Linked DNA regions of Mus musculus: all the other regions are linked to region 2. Evidence: chromatin contacts called from public Hi-C and HiChIP or PLAC-seq data. All regions are on one chromosome and are shown on one strand. The core of a region is the stretch at or near the end of the contact, and the rest is flanking DNA. Distances in the headings are between cores, read along the strand shown.

What was found. Hi-C and Micro-C count contacts between places; a contact is called where the count stands out from the background. HiChIP or PLAC-seq counts read pairs in DNA pulled down with a chosen protein or histone mark.
Region 1: a Hi-C map of cortical neurons shows a contact between it and region 2. The contact joins two enhancer-like sites. A contact is called at or near these places in 2 of 484 Hi-C or Micro-C datasets (the HL-1 cell line and cortical neurons) and 2 of 115 datasets of contacts at active chromatin or transcription factors (embryonic forebrain and forebrain).
Region 3: a contact with region 2 is called in a Hi-C map of cortical neurons, with 4 times the contacts expected there. The contact joins two enhancer-like sites. A contact is called at or near these places in 4 of 484 Hi-C or Micro-C datasets (cortical neurons, embryonic fibroblasts and embryonic stem cells) and 2 of 115 datasets of contacts at active chromatin or transcription factors (embryonic forebrain and neural tube).
Region 4: a contact with region 2 is called in an H3K27ac HiChIP or PLAC-seq map of heart atrium, with 6 times the contacts expected there. The contact joins two enhancer-like sites. A contact is called at or near these places in 2 of 484 Hi-C or Micro-C datasets (both in uterus) and 1 of 115 datasets of contacts at active chromatin or transcription factors (heart atrium).

Annotation. Positions count from the first base shown.
Region 1 is chr13:82,353,922-82,356,806 of GRCm38.p6, forward strand. No RefSeq gene overlaps it. Among named protein-coding and RNA genes, the nearest start is that of Gm24295, 300 kb to the left of the region's middle. Within about 2 kb of position 1,605, at least 6 of the 459 cell types and tissues checked have an H3K27ac peak or open chromatin away from gene starts, as enhancers often do. A contact at or near this core is called in cortical neurons, where this site is marked.
Region 2 is chr13:81,943,082-81,946,067 of GRCm38.p6, forward strand. No RefSeq gene overlaps it. Among named protein-coding and RNA genes, the nearest start is that of Gm41009, 57 kb to the right of the region's middle. Within about 2 kb of position 1,435, at least 50 of the 459 cell types and tissues checked have an H3K27ac peak or open chromatin away from gene starts, as enhancers often do. A contact at or near this core is called in cortical neurons and heart atrium, where this site is marked.
Region 3 is chr13:82,391,680-82,394,930 of GRCm38.p6, forward strand. No RefSeq gene overlaps it. Among named protein-coding and RNA genes, the nearest start is that of Mir3961, 310 kb to the right of the region's middle. Within about 2 kb of position 1,437, at least 8 of the 459 cell types and tissues checked have an H3K27ac peak or open chromatin away from gene starts, as enhancers often do. A contact at or near this core is called in cortical neurons, where this site is marked.
Region 4 is chr13:82,257,338-82,260,326 of GRCm38.p6, forward strand. No RefSeq gene overlaps it. Among named protein-coding and RNA genes, the nearest start is that of Gm24295, 210 kb to the left of the region's middle. Within about 2 kb of position 1,499, at least 11 of the 459 cell types and tissues checked have an H3K27ac peak or open chromatin away from gene starts, as enhancers often do. A contact at or near this core is called in heart atrium, where this site is marked.

The DNA.
Region 1 (2,885 bases), core at 355-2,854, 410 kb after region 2:
GCCATATTTAAAATGCCAATTGGAATTACATAAAGGCACCCATCTGAGAACACATGGAGAGCTCCAGAGAACAGGATTCTGGCCTGTGTCTTAGGTTAACAGGGGAAAATGAGATCGAAAAATAACTATCTGCTGAGAGAATGAATAAAGGAGTCCTATAACTACAGTACAATGCAGTTTTATTATTCTTACTGTGCTCTGAGTCCAAGTTGCTCAGCCTGTTCCTGAACATGTTTTAATTATCAGGTTCTTTTAACTTGTGACCCCATCTCTGCACAATGGCAATGTTTTAGCATGCATCAGTCTTTGTTGAATTCTTGTTTGAATAGAAAAACCAAATTCAACGTGCAATTTATATTCTACCACTCAATTTCTTTACAAAGCTTTTTTGAACCTTTGTGGTATATCTCAACAGAAACCTAGTACCTAAATATAACTTTCCCCTGTGAAGGGATGACTCTTTTTCTCTTTGTCTGATTAGGCATATATTTTATAATGTAGCATTTGAAGTCTAGCTGTTTGAGCACGTGTGAGTCTTTCATCTCCTCGGACTCTCTATTTCCAAATAATTTCTTTCTTTATTTGGATTAAATGTACATTTGCCTGGATGGCAAACTGAATGACTCAGAACAGCATCCTTCTTGATTGCTACATAAGAATGCATTAACAACTGAGTCATAGATCCATGTGCTGCTTTTGATGATAAATGTCAGAGTCCCATTTTTGCTTTCCTCTCCATGGTATGATGATAATGACCACCAACTTTCACTACTCAGAATTAACTTTGCAGATAGTTACTTTGGGACCTCCAGGTATGGATTACTTACCCAGCAAAGCCTAACCATATTTGTATAGGGCCTAAGTGCAATTACTTGACTGGTAAAATTTCTGATTAATTTTTAAATTCTTATTTATATTTGTAATTTACTGGATGTTAGTATAAAACAAAGAAATATCAGAGGTAATACTGAATCTCATTGTCAGTAGTTATGATTTTGCTATGTATATCATTTATATTCTAAACATCTATTACATCAAATGTAAATTGGCTTCATTATGTCAATTCTGAATTGACTGTAATTTCCATTTCCTTCTGTATTTTCTGTCTGAGTAAATTGAATGGATATATACACCTCTGCTCTCCCTTTATGTTAAGTCCCCTAAATTTTAAATTAGGTCTGTCTGATTTTTTTAAAAGTATTTTAAGTGTCAAGAACTGTAGGAAGACACTGGGCTAATGGGCCTGTTAGTAATCACTCAATCAATCAATACAAGTTTCCCTTGTCAGTTGAATATGTGATGTTACATTTCTCCGAATTGTGGAGACTTGGCAACCCTTACAGTTGCTCGGCACTGGTCTGTGCTGTGTTCAGTTTCATCTTGTGGCCTTTAAGAGGGGCCACCAAATAGCAATTAGCTTGTAATACATCAATTGTGGTAAGAATGAATTAGGTGTTCACTGCTATTCTGGCACTAATTTTTAGAGGGTGGGGCTCATCTTGTGAGGTTTCCTCAGATCCTGCCAATCATTGTCAGGAGCTTTTAAATAGAAACACTTTTCAACACTTCAGAAGCTCTTGAAAAAAGACTTGCACATTTTCTTTTGTTGTCTCCTTAGGATTCTCACTGCTAATGACTACTGCCAAGATGTATAAATGGAACAGTTCAGCTAGGAGAAGAATCTGAGGTTTAAAAAGCCTCTTGCTCTATGACAACTTTCCTTTGATTTTGTGATTGAGTTGGGACAGGAACTACAAGAGGGAAAAACAGATTCCTTAGCCAGATCACAGAGAGCAGCCCAGAGAGCTCTGCATCCAATGTCCTAAGGCTTATTATCCAGAAATTAAATTGTTTGGGAAAGATTTATAATGAATGAGACTGAATATCAAACCTGGAGCTCTTAAATAGAGATATCTGATCTTTACAATTCATGGAAGGACAAATAAAATAGACCCAAATTTGGAATGTGCAAAGAACAGAAATTATTGGTGTTAATAATTGCAAAAGCTACATAAGGCAGGAGTTTGTCCTGGGAAACCACTTAGACAAGAGTGTAAGGGAAAGCTACTTCCATGAGAAAGTTTACACTATGATTCCCAGCCTTTTTTTTTTTTTAAATCTCAAATGACTTTGCTTGGATTTAAGAGCATGGAGTGTACTTAACCCTGTTTTTTACTTTGATGCGTGTATAGATACATATACAATTTTATATTTCCATTGTTTTCAATAGATTGTTTTAGAAATATTTAGTAGATAATTCATTGACAAGTAGTATTGAATATTTAGAACTCTAGTTTATGACAGTTGTTTCATGGGCAAACCAGTGTCATTCATTTCCATAAGAACATTTGGGATGTATGGTAAAGCATAACTAAACTGAAAGTCACTGACACACTCAGACAGCCAATATTTCATCATTTGATGAAGGTTAATATGTGGATGTGCAGTTTGTCTTAAGAAATTCACAGATTGTATTGTGTACCTTAAGGATTGACTTTATATCTTCATTGAAATAAATTGTATATAATTGTCTTTACAAAAGTTATTCTATATGCAGAAACCAAGACTGGCATTGGAGTCTTTCTGAAATCTTGCTTAAATCAATTGAATAAAATATTCATGAAGATACATTTTGTGTGATGTTCCTGTTCTGACTGAATTGAGTTGATGCAGTACCGTCTTGAAATGGCAGAGGAACTGAGCAATCAATAGCGGGAAGCATTGGAACACCAACATTCAGACCCTAATTAGTCAGCTCTCCCAGGTATAACTTGCTTAAGGTTAGGTCTTACATGATGCTGTAGTGTATCTTAGTAGGGATATTAAGTCTTCAAAATCATATAGATTATGGTGCTCCAAAAAAGTATAGGACACGTACAGTGATG
Region 2 (2,986 bases), core at 185-2,684:
ACTTTATGTAATTTATGTAAAGCTTAAAGCATGATAAACATAAGAGTCTGATAGCGAAGACTCCTAATACACCAGTGGAGGTTAGTTACTTCAAATGGCTGAAAGGTGTGTATTTCTTATTTCTGAAATTTTTATTATTCTAAAAATTATTTCCAAATATTAATATGATTTCCAATTTATTCAGATGTGTGTTACTATTTGACAAGTTGGCCCTTCCACTGAGGACTGATATATATATATATATATATATATATATATATATATACATACACACACACACATATATATATATATATATATACATTTATTACTATTAAACATCAACATGAGTTGATGAGTGTTTACTTCATAAACCTGGGGTGTAACTCTGCTGCAACAAGATTAGAACCCTGAACCCCGAGAAACACAGAGGCTGATATTGTACATTTTTTGCTATGTTATTCCTGCAGAGAAGATTAACTCTCTTCATGTCATTATTTTACTGATTAGAGCAGTGTTTTTAATATTGTGGGGTATGTTAGTATTTGAAACACACTATTGATAAGGCTATTTTGAGTAATGAAGTAACTGGGCGGATGTTACCATCTGTGAAACAGGAAAACTCACTATCCACATCTGGACCAGATGTGAGTCAACCTTTACCCTGTCTATTCATTGTCTCCTTAACTGAGATGCATACAATACATATGTGGTTGCTTTGTTGAAAAGGCTCTGTGGATATGCTTGCTTTTTTTTTTAAAGCGATAAAACAAACTCCTAGTAATTGTAATTTTTCCATGATATTGTGGAGCAAGAATACAATGATTAACAATATTTCATTGCTTATTTTCTTAGCATATATAAACCAGGACATTATTTTTAAGGACAATTTTGTGAGATGTTAGAGAAAAAAGTGCCATACAAAATAATTGTAGATCACTTTCGACAGTGGGTGATGCTTGGGCGTTTCATAGAAAGTTGTTGTATTCTCTTATTACAACAAATGATTCCAAGCTGGTTTCTTTGGGTTTGAGGTGGGCCCTGAAATTCTTTATATCAAATTCTGTTAAAAATAAGAAAGGAAAACAATAAATGGTCTGGTCTTCTTTTTCAAGTGACATTGTCATTTGTCCAGAAGGGGGCGCTCTCAGCCCGTATGCAGCAAGAGCTCAGAGCAGACAGTCTGATCTGCTGCGAGGAAACTGTCTGAAGGGAAAATATCAACACAAACCATGCGTTTGCCGCTGGAGCACGCTGGACCTCATCTGCTTAAAAAGATGCACGGATATAGTCATCACAGTTCATAATTTAATAAACTGCTAAAAAAACCCACACATTTTCATTTTAGCGACTTTGGTCTCACAACTAAATTCGCATTGCTACAAAGACATTTGAATTTTGCACTAATATGTCATGAGCACGGCACCCACTGCAAATTAATGAGTCTCTGAATAGCACTGTGCATTTGTCATTTGAATTTATGCTAATGTAGTGAGGTCTCCTGGTGATGCTGATAGTCCATAGCAGCCGCTTGAACCAGAGAAGATGTCGGCACATCTCTCTCACTTTATAATGCGATGTCCTCTCTTGGCTTTTCTGTCCTGTCACTTGGGCGGAGATCCTGTAACTGGTTATTGATAGGGCTGCTAATTATCTTTGACTTTACACTATTGGCCTGACCCCCAACACTGGGCAGAGGTAATGGATCAGTGTTGAGAGAATTATGTACATCACACAGTGACAGCCTCGGACCAGGAGGTCAGAAGGAGTTCACTGAGAACCAATGGTATTTGCAAGGGATGTTGATATAGAAACTGTTGACGATTTCCAGAGATATTGTGTAATTTATGTCAATAAGTCAATCTAAGAAAGTCTACTTTTTGCAGATATGATGAACAGCATTTGTTTGTATGTACAAAAATTAGAAGCTCCCTACGCCTTCGTTTTCCTGCTCCTACTGTATTTACATTCAGTCTAAGACAAAGGTCTTAGCACTGCTTCTGGCTATCTGCATCTTCATTATGGTTGTACCCATTTCCCGTTGGTCATGTGTATGTAGTGACACATTTGAGTCTAATGGTAGGATTGCTGGCATATTGGGCATGTTGTAGGAAGGAAAATGAACAAATTACAAGCACTACAGAATGGAACATCAGTTAGTGACAAAAGGTTCTCAGTGTTTTTATCTTTAGCCCCAAGACTTAATTGTGAAATTAATTCCCCCCCCCTTGATTTAGTACTTATATTTGCCTCTCTTCTAGTTACTGAAAATAAAAATGGGCAGTTTACTCTAGTGTATTCAGAAGAATCAGATTTTATGATTACAAATAAAATGAAAAAGCAAATAAAAACTTGAAAGCCCCAAACAAAAGTATGTGTGTTAATTTTGCACCTTTTAAAATTTGTTTTTCGATGGTAGAATGTGTGGTTCGCCCCACTCCAACAGAGACAAACATGCAAACTTTTCTTACTATATTATAACAATTAAAGCACACATATGAGTTTTGATTAAAATATACCATTGTTACCATCCATTCCCAGGTCAAAAATGAAGTGGAGATAAATAAGAGAATTCTTGGATTATCTCCAGTAGAAAAGGCATCCTCTGGCTGATTGGGAGGATCGCTCCTTAAGCGACATCGAGGAGCACGGTATGGAGAACTGAAGGTGACCCGAGATCGTGCAGAGTCCCCAGAATGAAAAGGCTCCTCCTTGAACAATGAACGCTCACAAAGATGAGGAATTTATCTGCCGCATTGCAAGCGGCAGAGGGCAGGGACCCCAGGGGAGGCAAGCGTTGCCTTCCCTCCCTCTAACCTGTTGGCAAGGCTAAGGGTTAAAGGGCTGCTCTGGAGAGCGAAGCGGGGAGTAAGAAGGCAGCTAATAGATTCTTCACTACAGCTCCTCCTGTTTCCCATCAAGGAAGGGAGACGTTTTTCACTCTTCTTGGAAAAACTTTGAAATGTAAACTGTTTCGATTGATGGCTCCTTCTGGCCCTGGCAACTC
Region 3 (3,251 bases), core at 187-2,686, 450 kb after region 2:
AGCTACATGTAAATTCTTCTGCAATAAATAAAATTCAAGTATATAAAAATTGATTCTGACAGGGTAGTTGGCTTTTTGTTAACTCATATCATATAAAAAATTAGGAGTAGCTCAAATGTGGTTATTTTACTTGTAACTGACAATACAAGGTACATTAAAGTTTTTTTTTCCCCTTTATTTTTTGAGACATGGTTTCAAACAGCTCTGACTGGCCTGGAAGTTATGTTGTAGATGATCCTGGGCTTAAATTCACAAAGATTGGCCTCCTTCTGACATCTGAGTGTAAGTTACAGAATTTAGGTATTATGTAAACAAAGCTGCCAGTCAACAAATGGACAAATCAATTGAATAGACATTTTTCAAAATAAGAAGCACAAAGGGCTAGTAACCATTTTTAAAGATTCTCAATATCATTAGTCATGGAGTAATTTAAATTAAAACTACTTTGAGAAACTGCTGTACCCTAGTCACCCTAGTCATTATATCTATATGATCAAGAAATCTCACAATTATTGAAGAAGATGTAAAAAGAAAGAAACCCTAGTTCACTATGCAATTACTAAGCCAAATTGTTTTGCTGACAATGCTATTGTGACTCAGTTATCAGTAATGTAATATTTACTTTGATATCATAATAATGAATTAATGATATAACTCGCAATTGCTTTTGTATTGAGTATTGGAAGTTTGTAGTTCTTATACTATATAAGAGATATCATAAGTAAACATTATTGTTATTCTTGTTTGTCTAAGATGAAGCCAGGAGCCACTGAATTCAAGGATATTGCTTTAATCCTACAGTCAGGTAGGAAAAGGGCCTCTCTGTCCTCCCTGGACCACATGGACAAATTCTTGGTCTTCTGACACTGCTTGCATTGCAACATGTGACATGTTGAGCTTGATTCCAGAAGGCAGGATCCATATAGAGAATGTGACTCAAACTTCCTTAGACTGTATTGAATCTAACCATCGATGTTTCTTCAAGATAGTCTAGAAAAACTATTTGTGAGATTCATGAAGACATGAATTATCTGAAAACCAGTCAATGTGAGTCTATCACTTACTTACAACTCAGCATGAGACCATTGAAGTTCTCTAGTTTTGACCTTCTGCTTCACATTAACAGCCAAGAAAAGGGGGTGTATGAAAATTCAGAGAATAGGAAAGAAAAGGAAAGAAATGACTACATAAGTTTGTGAACTTAAAGCACTATCGTATTCTAGAGTAGCTGGAGTTTCTAGCTGATTGTCAATCCCCCATTCTTCTGGTGAACTAGTGGCTAGCTTTAGTTACTCCATCTCTTCTCACTAATCTCCCTTCCACTGTGGAAAATCCTACTGTTTGTTTACAATCCATAGTTTAAAAGAGACTGAACTAAAATTGGCTGCTTCTGGGACATCCCTGCCAATGGATAGGATCCAAATTGGCTCTGCCATGAGAGGCAGCTATGCCCACATAAGGATATTTTGGCTTTGTGCTTCTGTCTTCTTGTTGCCAGGCAGACAATCATCCAGAATAGGAAAATCCAGCCAGGGCAAATGTTTACAGCAAGAGTGGTCATCTGGTTGAAACACTAGTCTGAGAGAAAGGCTATCTGAACATGAGGGGAACCACCTCTCTTCCTGATTGCACCTAGCAACACTGGAAAAAATCAAGTCATTTTAACTTCTTTTTTCTTATTTAATGACAATGACCATAGTACATATATTTCTTTTCTGACGGCACGCGTGCGCGCGCACACACACACACACACACACACACACACACACACACAAAACATAGCATAATTTCCTGAGCTCTAAAAAACATTCTCCTTCAGGTATTTTTCAGGAACTCACATATTACCTGAAGATAGAAAGACAGGGTGTGTGTACAAAGTCACACGTACAAAGCATATGTGTTAAATTGAGATATATACAGTATTTACGTAAAGATGTCTTTATCTAGTCATTGCAGAATAGCTCGTAGCTAAGCCACAACTTTTATAGCAGGAAAGCAAATCAGATTCATCCACGTTGGCTGTGTAAGTGAAGGAGCCACACAGATGGGAAAGAAGCACAGACAAATTGCTTTGGCTCTGCTTTCTTTTATAACAACACAGATATTTTTAGTTTCTTTTCTTCATGCGTTGTGCATGTTTCTGCCTCATATATAAAGTCATTGCACGTTGTCCTCATCATCTTTGCCTTCCTTTGCTATTGGCCTTCCTTTAGCATTCTATTTACCTTCCAGATTTCTGAGATCTAAAAGTATCACTACAAAGTTCATATCTCAGACTTAGATGATGGACAGTTAGAAAAGATCCAGCATTGCAGAAGCATTTCTTGGTGGAAAGGAAGTTTCATGATTGAGATCTAAAAACAGAGAAATGTACTTGTTAAAGGTAAATATGTAAATTCAATAGACCTTTAGAACCCTCAGTTCAATGAATAAGAATAAACATTTTCTATGACAGGTTTTGTGTCAATACTATGAGTGTATTATTAGGTACTGTTCACATGAGCCTCCTACAAGATAACTACTTTGTTCTCACCATCAAACAAATATTAAAAGATGCTGCCTTCCTATTGAGGATCTGGTTAAGTTATAGTGTCAGGCTGGAATTGAATATGTAACCATACAAATTTCACCAAAAATGCCAGCAGTCTTTCTAGCTACAATTATTCAGTGGGATTGATCTCTGACCAAAAAATTAAAGCTATATGATTCAAACTGTAGAGAATTTAAAATTATTAGTCATAGGAAATATGTGACTAACCAAATGTCTTCAGTCTTAAGTATTTACTTAAAATCTATGTCCCTATAAATGCTTACTTCTTATGCTTATAAAATCATTATCTTGAGGAGACCTAAGGGGAAAGCAATGCAATGTCTGTCAGTTAGTGTATGAATACAGAAAGTGGGCTAACTATATCCAATGGAGCATAGATCAGCAGAAAAGAGTAACAAACGACTCACATGGGAACAGAATATAATAACCAGAGAAATGTACTAAGTGAAAGATAACAAAAACTCAAAGTGAACATTGTTTCATGAAGTTTACATGACACTGCTAAAAATCAAATCTGTTCTTAATCTCAATAGACCAGTTGTAACTTAATGATCAGTTGTAAAGAACATGGCTTGCCTTGTTAGAGTTATGATTTTAAAAAGTGGGAAGGTTTGATTTGTTCTGAAGTAGGACCTCATGTAATCCAGGCTGACTTGAAATACTGAGTGTGTAACTGAGGATGGCCTTGAACTTCTGACAT
Region 4 (2,989 bases), core at 249-2,748, 310 kb after region 2:
TTCTCCTTGTATCTGGATCATTTCTCCTATCTCTTATAGCTGGGACATAGCTTGAGAGTGTAGGGCTTTCCATGGTGCCCCTTCTACTCTAAATTGTTCCTTAACATTCCTCTCAAAGAAATGCCCTCTCTTGCAGCTAGGCTAGTAGTTGTGAGCAACACTATGTTAGCATTGCCTCTCTTGAGGATTTAACTATCATAGGTAATGAAGATGTGAAGAGTGAATCCTTTCCCAAATTATAGCACAAAAATTTATTCATATTTCTCTTTATTTTCTGAGTTAGTAGATTATGTAGATGTAATAGATTCAAATTGTTTGTTTAGCCACTTTTAGCAGTAGAAAGCCTTTCTTCATAAAAGTCCATGTGGGATTTTGAGGTTCAAGTTAGCTGTAAAGAATTGGGGCACTATGTCTTCATTTTCTTCTCCAGGTTGTGTCTCTAGATTATTTCTGTCCCATACAAAGATAAAAGCCAGGATATCACGGGCCCAGGAGTCTGCCTATATAGAGAAGCTACTAAGTCCCTAAAGCAAAATTAGAACAATACAGTGTTGATTTATTAAATTGTAGAAAGAGATTACACTGCCTTTTATCATTTCAACACTGGACTCTGAGCTATTGTTTAGGTAACATGACTTAAATCTTGGATTGATTTTGGCTTTTTCAGTGAGTAGATTTCCTTTAAACCAGAGATTCAGTGGGAAATTATTTGTCAGTAGGAAGGAAATCCTTTCTTGGTCATGTTTGAGGAGAGTTCCCATAGTGACGTAGTGACCGAGTGTGCTTCCTTTCTGCCTTCATATCTTTATTTCTCCCAAGGAAAAACAAATATCTAAGCAAATCTTTAAGAAAACCCATCAAGCTCCAGAGGTTCAAGTTTTCAGAGGTCGGAGCTGATGCTCCTTGAACTGTGTGGTTCAGGCTCTCCTGAGTCTGGTGTTCAGCTTACACCTTTCCCAGGTGGTGGTCCCCTCTGCTTTTTCTCAGCACCATCAGCCATCTTGTGCTCAAGGTCATTTGAATCACACAGTTAACCTGATACTTTTGTATTTTCCAAAATATCATAAATAGTTTCCACCTCCAGTTTTTTTAGAAGGGGAAAAAATCTGGCTTCAGTTGTTAATTTCCTCTGTTCTGTCAAGATTAGGCTAGTAGTTCTGAGTAATTCTGGCTCATTTTCTCAAGGGACTAGGCCTGAAATAATCCAATGTTTATTTTTATACAATTTCTCACAGTACTACAACATTGCAGTGACTTCCTGGGATGTTTCTAGTTTTTCGCAGGCCAAGAGGCCATTCTCAGAGGTAGCTCCTTCATGTAAACCTAAAAATGGCACTTTCCCACATTATAGTTATCAGGAAGTTTAAAGTTCACTGGCCCTCATCTCTTTTCTTTTCTGTCACAGGGAGAGGAAAAAATATGGGGCAGTTCCAGCTTCCAGCCAGTCATTCCACAGCAAGACTTTGAAACCTGGGAAAGAAGAGGGAGGCTGCAGTGTATCTTGGCTGGGAGATGGCTGGACTGGGAAACAGGACTCTCTGTCATTCCCTGTGTCAGTCTTGGAGTGACCCTGACCTCTTCCCAGCATTCCTGACCCCACCTCTAACTTGGAGGAGATGTTGATCATCATGTAACTCTGAGAGCACTCTCTTAGTCATGAGACAGCAATAAAAAAAATAAAACAAATTGGTTTTGGAAGGCTGGATTTATCTCCATAATTGGGCCTGAACCTGTCTTCTCAATTTGTATTGAACAACTCATAGTTCAATGCTCCTGATTTAAGGCCAGATGGTGGACTCACTGTCCCTCAGCACAATGTTGGGCATTCTCTATGTCCTTCCTGAGTACGTGCTGCTGTTTCTGCTGGAACGTCAGTTCACAGCCAGTTCTTTAGTCCACTCTTCATCTGAAATCATCTGACTTTCCCATAATATTCCACATGGATGTAATATCTTGCTAGTATGTTTCTGGCATTATTATAACTTTTTTCTGTTTTGTATTTTACATTTCTCCTAACACAGAGTAAGTACATGAATACATTCAAGCATCTACCTGAATTATGTCTAGATCAAGTGCTTAGTAGTTCAAGTTTGAGTTTAATGGCTTCATGAACCTCCATGGACACTCTCATGTATTTTGAAATTTTATCTAAAAATGTGTGTGTGTGTGTTGTGAGTATTCAGGTGCACAAAGTAGGCAATAAAAATATGTTTGAAACAGTCTAGAGCATTAAACTTGATCCTAGAAGGCAAAAATTGCAAATTTGTGTTCAGGTCCAGAGCTATATTAAGTTTATTGTTTCATAACCAGTCCAGTCTATTTCAGTGTATTGTTTTCTGCACAAGGTCTCCTTGTAACCATGCATCAGAATAGACTGTTGCCAGAATCTTAAAGTGTCAGAGATGGAGTCTTGATTACTTGCTTCCTGCCCCAGGGATTCTTGCTGTTAGGATTGTCATTAAACAAAGCAGCCTCCCTGGCATTGTGTTCTGATAAACAATTTGCACCTTGGTAAACTGATTAATGGAATGAGTTTGTTTTGATAATTGATCCTTGACTTGTATTTTAAAGGACAGCAAAACCTTAAAGGATTTCTATATTTGTTATAGTTGTTTTCTTGGAATTTGAGAAGAATTTAGAAATTCTATTTTAAAAAGAACATCTAAAGGTACAAACTTTCAGTTATGGGATGGAAGAGTTTTGAAGGTCTCTGTACAACATGATGTCTAAAGTTAGCAATAACATATTAACATGTAAACTGTGTCAGAAGAATGTTTAAAGTGTTGTATCCCCAAATGGCTATTATATAGGGTGCATAAAAATCTACATTTGTTTCAAAATACATAGTGTAACTTAAATGTGTATAATTTTGGTATTGAAAGTAGAAGAAAAAGAACATTAATAAACAAATTGAGACTGGAGAACATTATTTCAACTGTAATGCATTGAAATTGATATATAAGACTTATCAGAGTTATAAGCTATCAGA